Regions from separate parts of the Gossypium hirsutum genome. Here region 2 is linked to region 1. A link is a contact called in public Hi-C data. All regions are on one chromosome and are shown on one strand. Each heading gives the region's core, a stretch centred on a gene start, on an enhancer-like site or on the middle of the called end of the contact. The rest is flanking DNA. Distances are from core to core; before and after follow the strand shown.

Region 1 (4,195 bases), core at 1,269-3,768:
GCTTTCAACTAATTTTGTACCAGCAAATTATTAGCTCTTTTGGAGCTTTCAACTAATTTTGTACTATCGAATACTGCATTAATATTGGTTTGTTTTAGTACCAATTAAGATAAATACTTTCTACCTATAAGGATAGTATTCATTGTTACATTGTTAATGAGACATCTTTTCTTCCTCAAACGAAAATTAATAGATTTTGAACAAAATGCCCAGACAAGTATGTGACCAATGATATTTAATATTACATTGATAGCATAAGTTATCTCTATATTTTGAAAGGTTATTATTATGTCATTTTTCATGTCCATGATTATATCATTAAAAAATTATGTTTGTATAAAGTTAAGGGAATGCAACATATCTAATAGAACAGTCTTCTAAATATCCCCACAGATTTTTTCTTTAAAAGGGTACAATTACACGAAAACTTACATTTTGAATCGACAATTAACATATATATTTAAACAATCATTTAAAAGTAATATATTAAGAATGTTGATTATAAAAATTTATGAACCCATCAATATTTAATAATCTAACTCAATAATTTGATTAGAATTAAAACAAATAAAATAATAATCACAATCATACTTGAAAGAAAAAATACATCAAAGCTTCATACCAATTTAAATTTTTGTTTGATAAATCCAAGATCAAGAATAAAAAATAATACTAAGATCGAAATCTTTCATTATCCTCCAAAATATAAAAATATAATAAATTAATCAAATCAATTATAAATTAAAATTAATTTAAAAATAAAATAAAACAAATCATCCTGCAAATCTCGAATGAATAAATTTTGAGGAAGTCCGAATCTATCCTCCTGTGGCTTAGGGTTCTTGTATCTTTACTTCTCTCCAGCGCCAATCTGTTTCTACTCCTTTCAGCAATGTAGTGGCCAAATCTGATTGAATTTGTTTAATTGTTTTGTACAAAACATGCAAATGACTTAAATAGCCGAGTGACGATTGTGCAGGTTACGGGGAGGCCTGTTTTTTCGAAATGTCTTCTAATAAAGAACAAGAGAGTAAAAGACAACATATTATAAAACTTCACTTCTGATAAATATTTCAGATAAATCAAACTTATCTTACGTAAATGAAAAATTATAAAAATTATCTTTTATAAAAACCTATACAAATATATATTAGATTAGATTAAAAAATATTCTCTCAAAATTATAAGTTGATGTTTATTATTATCATAACTTGATATTTAAAATTATTATTATTATTATCTCTTAAAAGTTTCGGGATTGCTTTTAATTTTTTAAACGTAAATGTGCTATTTTAACATGGAATGAAAAATTTTGGGGAATAGGCAATGGGGAAACTGTCTCGATTTGGAACGATCGTTGGTTGTTGGGGTCTGATCAAGTTAAAAGAGAACATTCTGCGATTAGAACTGACATGCAAATATTAGGAGTCCCGCTTGCAACTTATGAGATGCCAGATATGCGTGTATGGTTAGGGGGGGAGACAGGGGAGTACACCATTCGGAGCGGATACAAAGTTCTGATGGATAATGGCCTAAATTCTGCTCTAAATACAGATACTGCTACCTCAACAGAAAATTATACATATTTTTAAAAGAAACTCGGGAATATTACATGTCCATCAAAGATTCAAATCACTGTCTGGAGGATATTTCACGACATTATTCCTACTTACTCAAATTTGTACAAGCGGAGAGTGGCGAATAATCCCTTGTGTCCAGTCTGCCAAGCTAGGCCTGAAACTTCAGCACACGCAATTGTGGATTGAGTAAACGGGTATGGGAAGTGTGTCATATTGATTGGGGACCTTCGCAACAGCAGAGCACAGAGTTTAAGGATCAGCTTAGCTTTATGTTCAAACATTCAAATGAGATGGGATGCAAGATGTTAGAAGTAAATTGTTGGGCTATGTGGAACGCAAGAAATAAATGGCTGCATGAAAGAAAGACACAACCCAAAATATTGCATGCTATATACGATCCTATATTGCTGAGACAGAGAAACAGCAGTTTTACCTGAGGAAACTCCTCTATGTCCTTCTAGTTGGAAGCAGCCTGGAGACACGTTTATCGAAATGAATTTCGATGCCAGTTTCAAAATGGATACTAAATTCGCGGGCACGGGAGTAATTGCTAGGTATGGGAACGGCCGCATAATGGGGGCCTGTGAGATTGTGAACAAAGGAGTATCATTTCCTTTTGCGGCAGAAGCTCTCGCTTGTGTTCAGGCTTTGTCATTTGCGAGGGATATGGGCTTTCAAAATGTAATCTTGGAAGGGGATTCGAGAACGGTGATTAATAAAATCCAGCATGAGGGGTTAGACAGATCAACCATAAGCCCCTATGTTTCAGACGAAAAAGCCTTAATGAACCAGGTTTTGGAAGTAAAACCGAAACATACCCACCGTCAATGCAATAAAATTGCCCATCTGCTGGCAGGAGATGCTCTTCACAGAGATCAGGACTGGTGTTGGGTGGAAGAAGTCCCGAGAGTCGCGGCGGATCGAAGGACCGTGGAACCGCCGGATTAGAAGAAGTAAAAAGGAGAGAGGGGGGACGAGATTCGGTTTGAAACGACGGACACAATCCTCCCAGATGATATGCAAGCTTTGAGGTGAACGATTTTCCAGATTTCAACTTCGGTATGCTGTATTTGGCTCACAGATTTCCTCCCCTTGTTTTTCTCGTTTTTTTTGTTAATGGAGGGGATTATCTGTGATTAGGCTGAGAGTAGAGAAAACGTTTCTTAGGTCATCATTGTCCTTTTTTTCTACTTCTTTAATAAAGCCTTATTTATCTCAAAATATAATAAAAAAATTATAGAAACTCTCCTTAAAAAAAGGCAAAATAAGTCCTAGGCGGATTTTTATTTTTATTTAGACATTTAGACCAGTTTTAAAAATTAATTAGGGATATAGGTCGATTTAACTAGAAAGCACGTCCAATAAGCTTTTTGAAAAGCGCGGCCAGCTAAATGAGTTTTTCAAAAAGCTCGTCTAGTTAGATGCATTTTCTAGATCTCTATCCTAGAGTTAGTGATAATCCAAGTTTTATTTGATAAAATATTTTGATATAACTAATTGAAGTATTTTTGAATATAAGTTAAAATTGACAAAATGATTTTTAAATTTGAAGTTTAAGAGATAAAATTTTGAATACATCAAATAATTTTCAAACAAGTCAGAATTGTTCCAGGCTAAAAAGTATCAATACCATTTTGGCCAAGTATCAATAATTTTGAAACTACTGATACTCTTAGAAAAGTTGAGACCAAACTTGCATTTTGTTTTCAAAAATCCTAAAGATTATCGATACCATTTTTGAGGTATTGATATTTTCTGAAAATAATCAATACCTTCCTTAAAAACGATACCAAAATAGCATTCTGTTTCTTACAAACCCTACACAGTATCGTTCTGATATAGATACATTTTTTCAAAAGTATCGATAAAATGTTTTTGGTATCAACTAATAAATCCCAACGATCACTGAATTAGTATTTATTACAAAAAATATTGATACTCTTTTATTTGGTATCGATACTCACAGTTGCAGGTAAAATAAATGTTTTGGTTTTACATCCCTAACGACCATATTCATGACACCAACAACCTTAACAATTGGAAATCAATTAGGGGGCATAAATACCATTTTCCAAAGACTTACATAAAAAAAAGCACTTTCAAGCAAAAAAATCTTCCATCAAACAACCTTTGAGCTTACTATTTCCATATTGCTTTTTCATACACTTGTGAGCTTTACTCCTATTCTTTTGCTTAAGTGTATTTCATTGTATTTGAGCTTAATTTGCGAACACTTTGATCTTGTAAGGATTATTTCTTTGTTTTCTTATTTGTATTTCCTTGAGAGGGTTTATGTCTTAAGATTTTGGGTAGAAATATTAAGAGAGTTGTAAGGTTAACATTATCCTCAAAGGTTATCAAATTAGTGAATTTTGGGAAAATCCTTAGTGGTGGAAAGCTAAGGTAGTGGAGTAGGTAATTGGGGCCGAACCATTCTAAACCTTTGTGTTCATTGTTTCATTTTCTGTCTTTGCTTTCACCAATTTTTTTAAAGGCCAATTCACCCCCTCTTTGCTATTTTGGTTTGTTTTATCAAGCTAACAATTGGTATCATAGCTTGCCTCTTTTAGACGATTTAATAACCAAAAAGGAAATCCTAGAAGTAGCTCAACTTT
Region 2 (4,195 bases), core at 1,134-3,633, 240 kb before region 1:
ACTATGACTCGAGTAGACAGCTTGACTGGAATTTGAAGAAATAGTGGAATAATATGCAATTATAATTGTGATACCTTGAGAACATGCTGTAAGAATTTGGTAAAAGCATATTAATAAATTGCTTATTATTCTCATATGAACTTACTAAGCTTTATAGCTTACCCCCTCCCTTTTCATCTCTTATAGGTTTATATAGCTAGCTCGGGTTGGAGATCGCCTGAGATTCAATCACACTATCAAGCTATCATTTGGGGTATAAGTATTCAAATACTTAAGTCTATGGCATGTATAGGGGCTCTATCTTTGTAATTATGTCAATGCTAATGTGGCCAAATGTGTTGGCCTATAATGGTTATAGTCTAATTTATATATAGCCATGAATGATGGCTTATGCTGATCATATGATTATTCATGTGTATTTGCCAATGTTTTATGGTGTGATCTTGTTGTTTGATATGGATGAATGTGTGCATACGAATTAAGTACTCGATGATGATTTTTTCATAATTGGCATATGGATAGATTATAGCATAAGCGTGAAACGTGAAAATGTATTAATGATAATCTCAGTATGAAAGTTGTTATGATTAATCTTGATAAAGTATGATGCCTTGTGTATGCATAAGTTGTTATGAGAATGTCAAGCATAAGCCATATTTACGATTATTAAGTGTTCATTTATGCCATGTTGGATGCAATTGAGATATGTAAGTGTGCATGTGTTGTGAGGGTGGCAAAATGACTTGGAAAATAGCCAAGCATTTGTCCACACGAATAGACACACAGGCACACACGGCCTGCCCCATGGGCGTGTACTTTGGCCTGTGCCCCTACTTTGGTGATGACGTCATAAATAGAGAGTTACACGGGCTGAGGACATGGGCGTGTCTCAAGCCACACGGGCGTCAGTGACCACACGGCCTACCCACATGGGCGTGTGACCCTGTTTCATGATGAAATTTTCTAAGTTTTCCCAGAAGTTTTCAAAGTTTCCGGTTTAATCCCGAATCATCTCCAATGCGTGTTTAGGGCGTCGTAAGCTCGTTTAAGGGACGTTATACATATGTATGGATGTCTTTGATTTGAATGAAATTTTATGGCCTGATTTTATGTGATTGTGTATGTTTAAGTTCGGTAATGCCTCGTATCCTGTCCCGGCCTTGGACATGTGTAAGGGGTGTTACATTTTGCCCTTTGGATAATTATTATCTAGGATCTTAACCTTTTTTGAAAATAAAATTCAATAGTGATTAGACTATTACAATTTAGTCCCTGAGCTTTAATTAACTGTTTTCTAAGTTAACCAAAGTTTAATATATTTTCATACTAACTTTATAAATCTTTATATTTCGCCCTTACAGACCCAATTTACGAAAATGAGATTTTAAAACCATATTTTTTGACACAACTAAAATAGAGTTATTACGAAAATAGGTAAAAAGTCATTCATTCCGTTTTCAATTCTGGATCTTTTTTCTTATAATTTCCACCATAAACCATCTTTCTTTACAATGGAAGAATTTGAAGCTGCTGCTTCAATTTTTTAGGATTTTAAAGCACCCAAAACAGTTAGTTTTGGGTTTTAATATTTTTCTTGTTGATTTATATAACCTTTAAAATGACATGGATATTATGTGTAAAAGAATTAATGATAAAAATTCCACGTCATTCATTAATAGCCACGTCATCAAACTCTTAGTGATTTAACCAAATTGGACTCATAAAAACAAAAGTGATAATTTGAGTGATCATTTTGTAATTTTTAAAAGTTAGATGGTCTAGCTATAAACTTACTAATAGTTGGAAGATCATTTATGTAATTTACTTAAGAAATTTAAATAACAAGATAAAAAAGTATAATTTAGGTATCAATTTTTGAGTTAAGCCCTAATTTTATATTCTCACCTTATAAAAGTCATTTTGTACTCTATAAGGGTGTAATTGACCTGAGCTAAGCACAAATACTGTCAAGCTTGAGCTTGAGTTCAACTCGAAATTTAGAGCTCGATAATTGGCTCGAGCTCGATTGAACATCTACTTTTGGGCTTGAGTTAAGCTTAGATATATAATTGATTAAACTTGTTTATTAATTTTTGTATTCAAGCTCAAACTCAAGCCCGACTCAATAATTAAGTTTACGGTTAATAATATATATTAATGATAGTAATGTAATTTAATAATATAAAAAAATAAAAAAACTTGATGAAACTTGCAAACCGTTCGAGTTTAAGGATTACTAATCTCGAATTTGACTCAATTAATAGCTCAAATTCAACTCAGTAGTTATAAATCAAATTCAAATATCGACCAAATACCAAATCTCATTTACGCCCTAAATCCTTAAATATAAACACACATTGAAACATAAAATTTAATTTTATCCTTAAAATATTCAATCCCATCACTAGCAAATTAAGTGATCTTATAAATTAAGCGATCTCATCACCATTACTATTTTCAATTTTACCGGAACCGATCAAATTAACCCTAAGCGTTTAACCAAATCTAGTAAGCTTGAAACCGCAACTCAACCGAAAACTGAAAGGAGAAAGCTATTTATTTTTATTTTATTTAAGTTTTGTTCTGAAAGAAACTTTAAAGATCCACCAATTCGGTTCAAGGCTTTTACAGATCTACGAATCATCCAAATATATCCTAACTCATTCTCGATCTTATTACTCTCCTTACCGCTACTTGAAATATTGGAATTAATTCAAATCCTTACAATCCATTTTCAACCAACCTAAAACCCTAGCATTTGGCGAGATCCGAATTCCCAAAAAATGGATGCTCCGCAAGGCGGATCCGACGGCGACAAAACCAATCCTTCCTCTTCTCCTGTCTCCGTTGTCTCCAATTTCTGGAAAGGTATCATCAAGTTTAGCTTCATTCGGAATTATTCTTCTTTAAGTGTTAATTTTGTTTTGTTCAACCATTTCCATTGGAGTTATATTTAGATGTTAACTAATCAGGCTGCATTTTTTGTTGAAAATCTTAACTGCTTTTAGTTTGATTTTTTACTCTTTTTCTGAGGGTGGGAGAGAAAAATGAGACACGAAATCAGAAGAGGTTGCCATTTCTATCCATGTTCAAAAAAAAAAAATCAATCTTCCAGAAAATTGGATAGTTTTGGAAGGAGAAAGTGTGAAAGATGAGTCAAGTACTGCAAATTTTCAATATTCTCCAATTTTTTCCGTCTGCATCTGTGATGGTTCCAACAAAAATAATTAGGAAAAGAATTTTTATCGGTTTAGACTGTTTTGTATTATTAAATTGCGCTTATATAATTCTTATTTATGATAGAATTATAAATAGAATCAGTAACATCTAATTAGTGATTGATGAGATTTGAATTCTTAGTGAATTCTACAATATATGGTATTTTTAGTTTCACCTTATGTTTATTTCCTTTTTTATATTAAATCATTTATAAAAAAAAATATGTATTTATACTTCAGAAGTATAATGTAAAAAATATATTAGTAATAACATTTATTCTTGTGCAATATGCATGACTATGTTCTGGTATAATCAAATAGGAAACTAATTGTTCTTGGGATGAGTATTAATTTCCTTTATGTCTTTTTTTCTCTTTTGCAGAATTTGATCTGGAAAAAGAGAAAAGTGTGCTTGATGAACAAGGACTCAGAATAGCTGAAAATCAGGAAAACAGCCAGAAAAATAGGCGGAAGCTTGCTGAGAGTACAAGAGGTATTGTTTTCTCCTATATGTATGGCATGTTTGTGCTGTAATCATAAAAAGACTCTGCAGCATTCTTTACAAGGATGCAGGGTAGCCTAATGATGCTATGTTTTCTAACATTATACTGTTGAGTTAACATACTATTTTCTAGGTGCATGTTGATCAAAAGTAGACATGAGTGCCAAATCCTCAAGTGTCTCATCCTTTTTATTTTTCTTTAAAAATATTAATATTGTTATTATCATGATCATGATCATTATTATTATTATTATTATTATTATTATTATTATTATTCTTCAAATCAAAGAACTCTATCAAATGCAAAACTGCTAATAATTTCCATTTTTTGGTTCAGTTACTGGGAAGCAAAGTAAGAACAGAAGGTTGAGAGAATGCTATTTATAGAGAAAAACTTAATATCAGTTACTTATTACTGTGAAAGTTAGACGAGTTGAAAATTTTCCCTTTTTCTTAGCATCCATGCTCATTGATT

What was found. A called contact is a pair of places that touch in the nucleus more often than the background predicts.
Region 2: a contact with region 1 is called in a Hi-C map of fibers, with 1.9 times the contacts expected there. The contact joins the promoter of LOC107888846 here to the enhancer-like site in region 1. A contact is called at or near these places in 8 of 34 Hi-C or Micro-C datasets (fibers, hypocotyl and leaf).

The regions. Positions count from the first base shown.
Region 1 is chrA09:41,179,969-41,184,163 of Gossypium_hirsutum_v2.1, reverse strand. It overlaps the pseudogene LOC121205991. Among protein-coding and RNA genes, the nearest start is that of LOC121206787, 16 kb to the left of the region's middle. Within about 2 kb of position 2,518, at least 6 of the 9 cell types and tissues checked have an H3K27ac peak or open chromatin away from gene starts, as enhancers often do. A contact at or near this core is called in fibers, where this site is marked.
Region 2 is chrA09:41,422,840-41,427,034 of Gossypium_hirsutum_v2.1, reverse strand. LOC107888846 (protein CASP) reads left to right here and starts at 2,383. Exons shown (of 19, transcript XM_016813097.2): 1 at 2,383-2,868; 2 at 3,601-3,711. The coding sequence starts at 2,784.